Linked DNA regions of Mus musculus: region 1 is linked to region 2. The links are chromatin contacts, called in public promoter capture Hi-C maps. All regions are on one chromosome and are shown on one strand. Each heading gives the region's core, a stretch centred on a gene start, on an enhancer-like site or on the middle of the called end of the contact. The rest is flanking DNA. Distances are from core to core; before and after follow the strand shown. Region 1 holds the start of 3830408C21Rik (RIKEN cDNA 3830408C21 gene). Region 2 holds the start of Nln (neurolysin (metallopeptidase M3 family)).

The links. Capture Hi-C pulls out chosen DNA fragments and counts their contacts.
Region 1: a contact with region 2 is called in a promoter capture Hi-C map of liver, with 4 times the contacts expected there. The contact joins the promoter of 3830408C21Rik here to the promoter of Nln in region 2. A contact is called at or near these places in 3 of 39 promoter capture datasets (hippocampal neurons, liver and pre-B cells), 1 of 484 Hi-C or Micro-C datasets (CD4 T cells), 2 of 115 datasets of contacts at active chromatin or transcription factors (astrocytes and forebrain) and 3 of 9 other capture datasets (adipose tissue, embryonic stem cells and liver).

The regions. Positions count from the first base shown.
Region 1 is chr13:107,019,278-107,025,330 of GRCm38.p6, reverse strand. 3830408C21Rik (RIKEN cDNA 3830408C21 gene) reads right to left here and starts at 2,761. Exons shown (of 4, transcript NR_015471.1): 1 at 1,349-2,761. It overlaps Kif2a (kinesin family member 2A), which reads left to right and starts at 2,976. Exons shown (of 21, transcript NM_001374727.1): 1 at 2,976-3,319. The coding sequence starts at 3,256.
Region 2 is chr13:104,106,200-104,112,293 of GRCm38.p6, reverse strand. Nln (neurolysin (metallopeptidase M3 family)) reads left to right here and starts at 2,680. Exons shown (of 13, transcript NM_029447.2): 1 at 2,680-2,878. The coding sequence starts at 2,838. It overlaps Sgtb (small glutamine-rich tetratricopeptide repeat (TPR)-containing, beta), which reads right to left and starts at 2,553. Exons shown (of 11, transcript NM_144838.2): 1 at 2,325-2,553; 2 at 1,105-1,224. The coding sequence starts at 1,204.

The DNA.
Region 1 (6,053 bases), core at 1,512-4,011, 2.9 Mb before region 2:
GGAAGCAGTAAGCCTCCGAGATGACAATTATTACAAGAGAGTAAAAGTTACTTTTATATTACTTTATGCGACCTATGTTCCATTGGCATTTCAGAACTTTAAACATGGAGGACAAATGACCATAATGCTATGGTTTGAATATGACACAGGCCCCATGGGGCTTTGGCACACACGGTCTTCATCCAGCTGGATGGTACTGTTTCGGTAGACTATGGAAACCTTTGGAACATGGGGCTTAGCTGGTAGATATTGACCAATGGACAAAACTTGAGGCTATATCTCAGCCCAGGGACCAGTCCCATTCTCTGCTCCCTGATCTTCCAACAGGTGAGGTACCTCTGTCACACACTCCCACTGACATGTCTTCCGCACCACAATGGACTGTATCCTTTGAATTCTGGGCAAAACTAAACTTCTCTCCCCTTAAGTTGGTTCTGTCCAGGATTATTCCATGCAATAAGAATTTGTGTGTGTGTGTGTGTGTGTGAGAGAGAGAGAGAGAGAAAGAGAGAGAGAGACAGACAGACAGACAGAGAAAGAGACAGAGACAGAGACAGAGACAGAGAGAGGAGGAGGTGATGAGGAAGGGTTGGAGAGAGGCCCAGTTGTGGGAAGCCACATGTGCCGTTGCAGAGTGGCACTGACTACTGCTGGCCACCACGCATAAGTTTGGACAAACAACCAATGTGTACATATGCAGTAAAGTTTTTTGCAAAGACACTGCCTGGCCCGGGCATGATAATGAGGTTCTGTAAGGTACTGAGAGTATAACCAATCAGATGTGAGACATGCAAATGAGGTATGATAATGAGGTTCTGTAAGGTACTGAGAGAGTAACCAATCAGATGTGAGACATGCAAATGAGGTATGATAATGAGGCTCTGTGAGGTACAGAGAGAGAGAGTAGCCAATCAGATAAGGAACATGCAAATGAGGCGTAGTGCATAACCAATCCGGGTGTGAGACACGCCTCTCCTAGGCCTATAAAAGCAGCACCAGTTCTGGGCTCGGGGTCTCTTCGCCTCTACAATCAAGCTCTCCCAATAAACTTGTGCAGAAGGATCCTGTTGCAGCGTCGTTCTTCCTGGCCAGTCGAGCGCGCGCAAGACCCAGCGATTAAGAGCATTAATCACTGGCTGCTCTTCTAGAGGTCCTGAGTTCAATTCCAGCAACCATGTGGTGACTCACAATCTCCTATAATGGGATCTACTATCCTCTTCTAGTGTGTCTGAAGACAGCTACAGTGTACTCATATAAATATTAACAAATAAATCTTTGAAAAAAAAGAAAAGTTCCTATGTATACATAGTTATAGATCAAACATGTCTATTTACAAAGTGATACTTACCACTTTGCAAGAATCCCTAGGCAGAAGAGTCATCTAGGCTGGAGTGGGTGGAGCAGGTTTTACAAAGACAGTAGGCTTTCAGGGCTAGCAGTTTAGCTCACTTGGTAGAACACTTGCTTGTTGGTGTTGTAGTTGCCTCTCTTTCTGGGATAAAGCACCATGACCAAGACAACCGACAAAACAAAAGTGTTTCACTGTGCTTATGGTTTCCTAGGTTTGAAGTCCATGATGGTGGAACAAAGGCATGCTGGCCTCAACACCTGAGCGCTCACCTCTTGATGCACAAGTAAGAGGTCTAGAAAGCTAACTCTAAATGGTGTCTTTTGAAACCTCAGCGCCTGATCCTAGTGAAACCCTTTCTCTAATAAGGGCACATTTCCTAATCCTTCCCAAACAGTTCCAACAATGGGGACAAAGTATTCAAGCACATGAACCATTCTCATCCACAATGCTCTCATCACGTACAAAGTCCTGGATTCTATCCCCAGTACCACATAAACTAGAAGTGATGGCTCACACCAGTAAGGCATTCAAGATTATCCTCACTACATAGCATGGTTAAGGCCAGCTTAGGTCAAATGACACCCTATCTAAAAAAAAAAAAAAAAAAAAGTAAATAACAAGTGAAAAATGTAGGGAGGTGAGAGGAAGATTTAAATAATCAGGGGGAAGGAGAAGAGATCATATTATCCTAGATCATGGGGGAAGATGAAGAAACCAAGATGCAGGAATGGGCAGGCAGGGAGTAACTGAGGAGAGTAGTAAGTCATTCTACAAAGAATTTACGACAAAGCTGGTGGAGGTTACACTTCAGTTTACACGCTTGTCTACCTGGCCCCCTCTGCTTGGCACTCTCCATGTTGCTGTAGTCAGCTCAGCCACATGACTGCAGAAGAGGCTCATTATTCAACGTTCTTCAAGTCTCTGCTCTGATTTTGAGTCATAGCTGCTGGAGTTAGAGACTAGGGCAAGTAAGCCTTGAGCTCTACTGAAGCAATAGGATAGCAGGACAGGCCCGCTGGTAGCCCAGGAGGGCTTCGCTTTGAATTGCAATGAGCTGGGAAGTAAAGGGCAAGGGGAGGTCTTCGTTCCTACTCAGGGTGGACGACACCCTTTCGACCCTCCATAATTGATGGGAAGCCTGAACCAGGCATGCCCCGGCCTTAATAAGGTTCCTCAAGGACCGGCTGCCCCGGAGTGGCATGCGATCTGACAGCCACAGAAATGCACTGAGCCAGTTCTTTAATCGGTCAGTGCCCCTCAGTCCCGCGCCCCGAAAGCCTCGATCCCACTCGGCCCTCAACCCGTTCCTGCGGCAGCGTGCACGCGGAGCGGGAGCTCTGGAAGGACGTCGCGAGTCGTTTCCCGCGCCTCGTAGGCCGCCGCGTGCGGAATCAAACCCGGCGCGGGTTCGTACCCGGCCGGGCCGCGCGCGCTCCCGTTCCCGTTCCCGTTCCCGCGGACGGCTCAGCCCCGCCCGCCGCCAGGCCGCAGCCGAGCTGGGCGGGGCCGCCTGCAGCCCGAGCGCGCGGGCGCACGGCAGGAAGCCGCGGGCCGCCGGGTGTGCGCAGGCGCGCGGCGCCCCGCCTCTCCAGCGTCCGTAGGGGCGGGCGGCGCGAGCCCTCCCACTCTTCCCCCGCGCCGCCTCACGGCTGCGGCCCTCGCTTCACCCGGACGCCCGGCGTGCGCGCCCGCCCGCCCGCCCGCCCGTCCGCCCGCCCGTCCGCCCGTCCGCCCGCAGGCCCGGGGCTTCAGCCCGCTCGTCCGCCGCCGCTCTCGCCGCGGCCCCGCTCGCGTCCACGCTGCCTCCCGGACCGGCGCGGACGCGGGCCACCGCTGCCCCTCCCGCCGCCACCCCGCCCCCTCCCCGCCTGTTTCGCCCGCCTGCCGCCGCTCCGGATGAGGTGATGGCAACGGCCAACTTCGGCAAGATCCAGATCGGGATTTACGTGGAGATCAAGCGCAGCGATGGTGAGCCGCGCCTCTGGCCGCGTCGGGCCGGCTGCCCCTTTGATTGCTCTACGGGTTGTGGGGGCGGGAAGGCGGCGGCCCGGCGCTTTTGTGTGCGGCGTTGTGCGGGTGAGGCGGGCGTGGGGTCCGCCCGGGCGCCGCTGCAGTGCGGGGCCCCGGCCGCAGGGCGGGAGCCGCTCCCGGGTTCGCGGTCCTCTCCCCCCAGGGGACTCCGTTAGGGTTGCCCGTGCCTCGCGCTGCCTCTACTCTGCCTTTTACCGGTCTCTGCCTCGGTGGCGTGGAAAGGGTGGTAGCGTGAAGATCGGGGATGTCGGCACCGAGAGACCCGACTGGCAGCCAGAGGCCATTGGGGAGCCATCCGGTTGTTGTTAAGTGCTATCCGGTTGTCAGGCCTCTTTGCCTGTTCTCCCCCAAGCATGCTGCTTTCTTCTGCTGATCCAAGTGCAGAGAAGGCTGCACTCGGCCATGAAAAGGGGTGGGGGAGTAACGGGAAAGAAATACTCGGTACGCTTCACCAAGGTGATGCTACTGAAAGGGAAGGAGAGGATGGAGAGAGGATGGACGCAGTCCACGGGAGACACTCCTGAGAGGGTGGGCGACCGGATGTTGATATTTTCACACCCTGGGGAGGTAACTGAGAGAAGTGTAAGGCGAGGGGAAGAGACATGTTTAATTCATTTAAAAAAAAAGACCCATAGGCTGCTTATGGATGTTGCTGTAGGTTCCTCGTAGGGGGGAAATATTTTTATCACTTCTAAGTGTAAAGTGAAAATCATCCATATTGTAAATGAAATAACTGAGTAGAAGGGGATGAATGAAATGCTAGTGTTAGGAATTGATTCTTGACTGCATCTCACTTGTACCCAATTCCTTTTACTTAATTGTGGCCTATTCACCATCCTTTACCGCAATTAATAAGGGCATGGCCAAAACACCCATTTCTTGGTTTCTACCAAATTTGATCAAGTCACATCAGTATACATGAGTAGATTGGTTTTCCTGTTATTTATGATGTGTTGGAAGTGGTTAGTGATTTTTTTTTTCTCTCCCTCTTTGCAGCTGAAGTAATTTGGTAACTGGAAGGATTATTTTGTGTATTATATATTTTTGAGAAAATACATTATAACTTGTAGAGCTTTAGAAGTTACCAAACGGAAAAGGGATACTTTCTTTACTTGGATTGGAGTTTGCTTTATCAATTCTCTGAAGATGACTTTCTTGCAATCATTATGCTGTCTAATGCCATTTTATTTTTTGGTGAATGTAGGTTGGCAGTATGTTAACAAATATAGGACTTACATGTTAATTCAAAACTTGAAGTATAATAAACTGTATATTCTTTACAGTCTTAAAGATCTTAACTAAAATCATTACAAAATAGCTCTATAGTCAAGTGATTTTATCTGAGATGCCATTTTTTTAATTATGCATTGAAGTAATTTTGGTTCTTTGGTGATTCTAGGATATAGGTTTATAATATTCTTTCAGTCTTTAATTTCAGCCTATAGCAGAAATTGTGATACACAAAAGCTTTGTATTTTCAAAAGTATTTTCCTCAGGAAGTAAGTGTGTACATTGTGTATTGTCCTAACTGATAGTGTAAATGCTTATACATCATGTAAATACTTACATAATGCCAGGGAGCCAAAGTAGGTAACTTTGTAAAAACAACATTTAGAATTTCTTAGTTTGGGAGACCTTATGATCTCGGGCTGGCCTTGAACTTGCTTTATAGCTGAGGACCCTGAACAGCTCCTGCTTCCTGCCAATTTGTGAGGTTTCCAGGATCAAGCATTCACTGATTGAACTACATCCTCAGCCCTGAAAATCGGGTGACTTTCAAAGGAAATCACTGGGATTAAAAGTGTTCAGTTCCGTCTCCATGAGACTCTTCCACGTGCTCCTTCTTTTCACTTTCAAGAGGCTGCTTTTGTTTTCCTTCCTTCTATAACAGATCTGTGATAGAGAAAATACTAGTGGTTATTGTAAAAAGTAAAATTAAATAAATAAACCTAGTTGTTGAATAAACACTGATATCCTGAAAACTCAGATCATAGGAGTAAATAAAGAAGGGCCACTTCAGCCTGCTGCTAACCAGGTAATAGATACTGCGCTGCATGTATGATCTTTGTCCCTGATTTCTCTATCAGTGACAGCCATATATTAAGAGATTCCAAAGGCCAAATCATGAACCAAAATGGGCCTATTTGTATCTTTGAGGATCTTCAAAAAATTCTAACCCCAGTAAGTCCTCACTGATGATTAAAAGCAGCTTACCAGTGGGTTTCTGCATTCCTAAGTCCTGCTGTCTCATCCATGAGACAGCATATTTCCTTAAGCATTGATACTCAGAACTGGACTGCTTTATGTTTTCAAACGATATGACTAAAGTAGACATTCACTGGAGAGCAGTGGTCCTCAGCCTGTGGGGGTTACAGATCAGATATTTACATTGTGACTCATAACAGTAGCAAGATTACAGTTACGAAGGAGCAATGAAGTAATTTTATGGTTGGGGGGGGCACCACACCATGAAGACATATACTAAAGGGTTGCAGCCTTAGGAAGGTTGAGAACCACTGGGATAGAGAGGGCAGTGGAGGCATGTGAAGATATCCACTCTCACTCCAACCACAGCCAGGATGTTACAGGATTACGATGCTTAATGGCGTTAGGAATTGCTTCAATACATCTGCATAACCCCCCACACACATGTGGGTGACAGGTGAGTTCA
Region 2 (6,094 bases), core at 1,431-3,930:
GCCTTAGACGAGAAGAGAAATATCTTTTTTTAATTATGTGATTGCCTTCCTCTGTTGCTACAGAGCAACTGCAATCAAGACTTTCCTTTGATAGCCAAACTACCTTTATCTTTCCCGAGGTCTGATGATCAGAGAGGACAAAGACCTTAATATTAAATGGGCGAATTTGCAATGTCCTCCCACTGTGCCTCACCCCCTCCTCTCATTGTCGCCTGGAAAGACATCATCTCACCAGAGGAACAAATACCCAACTTTGATGTACATCTAACTTAAAGCATGTCGACAAAGGAAGTATACAGAATTAATAGATGATCCCCTCTATAGGAGAGGCAGCTCGGAGAAGGGAATTCCAACCTGCCTGCTATTTATTAAGCTCTCCCCAGTGTGCTCCCATTGTGATAATTAAGTCTGCAGACCACAAGGAAGCTAGGCTCACTGAACTTTCACCAGCCTGTCTATATCGTTTTGCCTTCTTATGGCTATACCGAGTTAAAATTTTATAATGCATAAACATGAAGTGATGGCGTCAAGGAAATGCCATGGTGCTCCTCCAGTCCTGCTTAGCTTTACTGAATCCAAGATTTAAAGCTCACGGAAAACAAGGGCGAAATTCTCTCATCCTCCAAAGCACCGTTTGCTAGAGTTCGGTAACAGTACTAATTAATTACTGAGTTGTTTTGTTTTTAACACGGTGCTATTGCCATGACTAAGGTATTTTCGTATGTTCAGAATGAGATTCTTTGCTATTAGGAAAATAGGGGGAAATCTTTGAAGTATAGATTTGAATGTAAACATCAGCTTTGTTACATGGTAGCCGTTCTGCTGCTTAAACAATCTAATTTCCTAGTCTGTTCATTGGGGATAATGTTCCCATGATGAAAAACTTCCCTAAAATATGAATGACATACTTCTGACAGTAATTTTTCAGTAGACAAATAGTCCTATTTCCTATTAGTTAAAACAAACCTCAAAAAATGGAAATAACATATCTAGTTAAGCCTCTCAACAAAATATTCTGATTTTGTTATTAAAAACCATAAGCTTTGGATTGTAGCTATTTTAGTATTTCTTTACAAAATTAGGACACAAACAATAGGTGCCTACCTTCCAAACTTTCTTGTTCATCAGAAGTATATGCATCCATCTGACTTTGTTCCCGCAAGAAACGAATAACTGCATAAACTAGGGGCTTCACAGATGACATTTTAGACGCTTAAATATCTCCTTGATTAAAAAAGAAGAAGAAAATAACAAGGGTCATCCACCAAGTTCAAAGCAATAAAAGCAAAAATATTCATTACCTTGATTACTTTTCTCTCTTTAAAGGGTCCAGAAAGCACAAGTGGTTATAGTCATGTATTCCACATGCTCATTCAGACCCAGCACTATTCAACTATGTTAAAGCTTGCATCAGTAAAAAAATAAAAATAACAAAGACAGATTTTCAAAACATGTGTAGCAACGCCTAGAGCTCACCGTGTCTTAACAGCATATATGATACAGATACAAGAAAGTATAGGAGTGCAGACATATGGAGAATCACCCTTGAAAGGCCTCGCTTCTAAGTTGAGGGAGATCTCGTACTGCTGACTCAGAATGTGAGCCATAGTGAGAGCATCTTCCTTTATTCCAAGAGATTTTTTTTAATGTATTAATCATTTATACTCTACTACTTTTGTAGGTTAAGAGTCACTTGCTGACGACAAGGCTCTGTGGAAAGGTTATTCAACCATTGAGTGTTATTGTTAAAACCCGGCGTTTCTATTTAATCAGTACACTGGTCAGAAATCACCGTCTAACCCGATAGATAGTACAAACCGATCTGCCCCTGCCTGCAGTAGCTGTGCTCTCGTGGACAAGCTGGAAGCTCCTGGCCGCGTTCATTCACATGGAATACTATGCATCCAAACAGTGGCGCAGGGCCAGGTGGCATTAATGGCTTATTTCCACTAAATCGTATCAGCAATCTGCTCCCCGGGATCCCTAATTCACAGCCAGGGTGTGGTACCCGCTTCTAGGATGTTTATTAGCTTTGTACTTCTTTTAAAGGCGAATCTACTCCCTAGGCCAGAGAGGTTATTTCACTCTCTGACTAAGGACCCGGGGCAGAAGAGGGAAACAGAATGGGGGTGGGGAGAGCTGTCCAACCTCCTCCAAGCTTCCCCTCCTACATCTCCAATCACATCCACCTCCCACCCCCATGGTTCCCTCCCCGTTGTACCCCGGCTTTGCCTCAGCCCAGACAGTGTTTGCAGGGGGTGCGCGGTGCAGGCCTCCATCTGGGGCTGCGGGAGACGCACCCTTTCCAGAGAGAAGCCCCTTACCACGAGAGGACACGAGATGACGGCTGCGGGCCCGGGGGCGTCGGGAAGCGGGTCCGCCTGTCCCCGCGGTCCTCGGGGCTTGAGCGGTGTTCTGGATCGCAGAGGGGGCCACGGCTCCCAAACTTCCCCCGCTCCAATGCTGCCGCCGCCGCCGCCCCCTCAGCCCACCCGGCTGCTCGCAAGGCTCTCGGACGACAGTGCTTGCTGGATCCGCCCCAGGGGCGGAGCAGGGCACGGAGGGGTGGGGTGGAGGCGGGGCAGAGAGAGGGGCGGGGCGATGGACTCGGGGCGGGGACGGAGCCGGATGCGGGGCGGGGCTAGGGGCGGGGCCACGGCGTAGGCGTGGGCCTGCAGCACGTGGGAGGGCGCTGGCTAGCGGCCTCAGTCTCGAGATCTGGTCTGCTCCGCTCTGCCCGCTCTCGGCTTCCGGGCTCGCAGACTCCACCGCCCGCCTCCTGCACCTACCAAGCCGGAGGACCACGCGCCAGCTGCTGCCGGCCTCCCGGCCTGCCCATGATCACCCTGTGCCTTTCGGCTCTGCGAGGCCTCCACAGGTACTCTAGTGGGCGGGTTAACCTTGACCGTGGGCAAGGGTGGGGTCGTCTGTCGACGACAGCCGTGGGGCCTGGTGCAGCCCTACTACACCCACCCAGGATGCCTCTGGGACTGTTCTTTCCCTCTGCCTGCTTGATGGACTCTGTAGGGACACCTGGTGCAGCAACCTGGGGCCACCTTTCCCTTGCCGCTTCCCCCAGGAGGCCGTCCTTTCCCCTTTGTTTGGGATTGCTTCAGCCGCAGTCTGTGAGAATTGTTGGGTTCACAGACCCAACCCAAAATAAATACGGAAGGATAGACCGACGCGCCCTTCAGACCTGCGGACCTGATACAGAGAGTGCCGCAGCTGTGGACTCCAGAAAGCAAGCATTTTCGTACGCACCTCATGCACTTGTTAGCGGTCCAGGCGTTTAATATACACCCGAGACCGCTTTGGTTTTCATACTTATTTCCGTCCTTGCTTTCTAACTTCATTTTTATATCCCTCCTTCCTTAAAACATTCGATCTCTTAACCTGGCAAATTGACTTGGTCCAGAATTGTTGCTTGGACACGGTTTGAATTGCTTCCTAGCGCTCTAACCACACCCCTCTGCAACAGACCAGTAGCAAAATGGTGAGAGAATTAAATTCTTTGCACGGATATGCCGGGTTTTCGGGAACAAAGCCGCCACCACCTCCCATTGCCAAATCTGCCTTACACTGAAATTTCATGTGAAAGTTCAACGGGGAAAAAAGAACTTTGTGGGGTTTGTAGATGTGCACACAACTATTTCAACCATCAGCATTTCTGCTTTTCGTCATTTTCTATTGTGCTTTGCCACTCATCTGCGTGGATCACTGTGTTCCTTAGCCCTTGTGCACCCAGGGGACAATAGTGATTCTTCAGAGTTCACCTGATGACTGTGACCATTATTTGAGCAAGGTTTGTTGTTTTCTGGTCTCCAGGCTGGAAGTGGTAAAGCTGTCAAATGAAGTTCTTTTTTCCATTTAATGGAAAGCAAGAAGAGAGAATAAATTTCCATTATAACGCTGCTAGCTCTCTTTTCTAACTTTTTAATATTAAGACCCCTTTACCTTTAAAAATTGCTGAAAACCTAGGAACATTAATTTTGTTGTTGTCGATTATATCTACCGATAGTTAACCATATACAATTAAAACTGGGACATTCGGGCTGGAGAGATGGCTCAGTGGGTAAGAGCACCCGACTGCTCTTCCGAAGGTCCAGAGTTCAAATCCCAGCAACCACATGGTGGCTCACAACCATCCTTAACGAGATCTGACTCCCTCTTCTGGAGTGTCTGAGGACAGCTACAGTGTACTTACATATAATAATAAATAAATAAATCTTTAAAAAAAAAACTGGGACATTCATAAAGATTAATGTTTATCAAGTAGTAATAAATATATGCGTATTTTTCCATTTATCTTGTCAGTGGATGCTGGAGTGACTTAATACAAAATGGCTTGATTACTACACATACCTGTACATTTAAGCTGTTTCTCCATTTTATTTTGATTTAAGAAGGAAAACCTTACTTCACATTCATATATAGGTAGAAAGAGAAGAATTTTTTTAAGCTTTATTTATTTTATTTATATGAGTATACTGTAGCTGTCTTCAGACACACCAGAAGAGGGCATCAGATCCCGCTACAGATGGTTGTGAACCATCATGTGGTTGCTGGGAATTGAACTCAGGACCTCTGGAAGAGCAGTGAGTGCTCTTAACCACTGAGCCATCTCTCCAGCCCAAGAGAAGAATATTTTAATAGCTTTCTAAAGTAACCATGGTCAGTGCTTGGTTTTTTAAGGGTGAGCTGCAGAGTAGAGTTCGGGGCGTGTACCACTGACTCTACTTATGCTGCTATGCTAAGTTCACTTGGTGTATCTTTAAATTGGGAGGGTACTCTGCATAATTTTGAAACTCCAGTCACAGTTCATTTGGGAATAAGTGGCTGTGCTATGGAGTTTTTCTGATGTTGACCTATTTTATTACATACTGTCTAATGTTACATTCCTCAGGGTTACCATCCATTTTTATTAGAAGTCTTCAAGTGCTCACTGTAGTAGATCCTATTCTCCAACATTCTAGTTTTCATTGGAAGCCTGGAATTTTATTAGTGACTACATCCTTGTATTTTTCCTTGAAGTGACAGTCTCACTTGATTACTTCAATGGGGATAGCTTTGCTTGTTTGCTTGCTTGTTATTTTGTTTGTTTTGTTTTGTTTTTGAGACAGGGTCTTGCTCTATAAAGCCCAGGCTGGCCTTGAATTCACAGTCCTCATGTCTTAGCCTCCCAGTTGCTGCGATAACAAGTATGATCCACCTCACACACCTACTGGCATTCTAAACCCACAATTCTTGTTGTGCTGGAATTGAACCCATAGACTATAACTGGATGGACAAACAGAATAATTCTGATTTGTTTGTCATTAAAAATAGTATTATAATCAAGTATAGCAACACACTCCTGTAATCTCAGCGTTGAAGACATGGACAATAGGATCAAGAGTTGAAGGCCAGCTCAGCGTATGTGGTAAGACCCAGTATCAAACAAATTTGTTAATTTCTTAAAAAAAAAAAGGTATTCAATGAAAAGAAAGGGAGGAGAAAAGGTGTTTTTTGGCTCACAGTTCATTCACTTTGACAGATGCTGTGATTTGTGCAGTCAGTTCCACTGGAACACCATTGTTCAGAGGTGTATGTGTCTGGCCGTACGTCCACAGTGAAGAGTTGAGGCTTAATAAACAGTAGTTAGTGCAAGAGTATCCTAAAATACAACTGAGATTCTTTTTAGCAGGAGTGTGAGGCCTTGAATTTGTCTACCAATGTTAGTAATAGTTTTAAGTGCAAAGATGGCAACAGTTTTATACACCATTGGTTTCATTATCGCCACAAAGATCTATGAAGCAAAAATCGTATTATAAGCTTCAGTATTCTGGAACATTCTGCACCTCATGTTTTCCCTGACCTGGTCTCAGGGTCCACTCTACAAACCTGTGGCCTTATTGTTTGCCTTCCAAGTGTGGAAAACTGCTTATATACTCAGCATTGACTGACTCTTCATTCATGCATGCAAAGAAATAAATATATAAAAAGCCTCAAAATTGTTATCTTCTTAGAAGTTAGTAATATGCCAGGTATGGTGGTATGTGCCTGCTATCTCAGCATGTGATAGCTTGAGGGAGGAAGATTATGAGTTCCAGGCTAT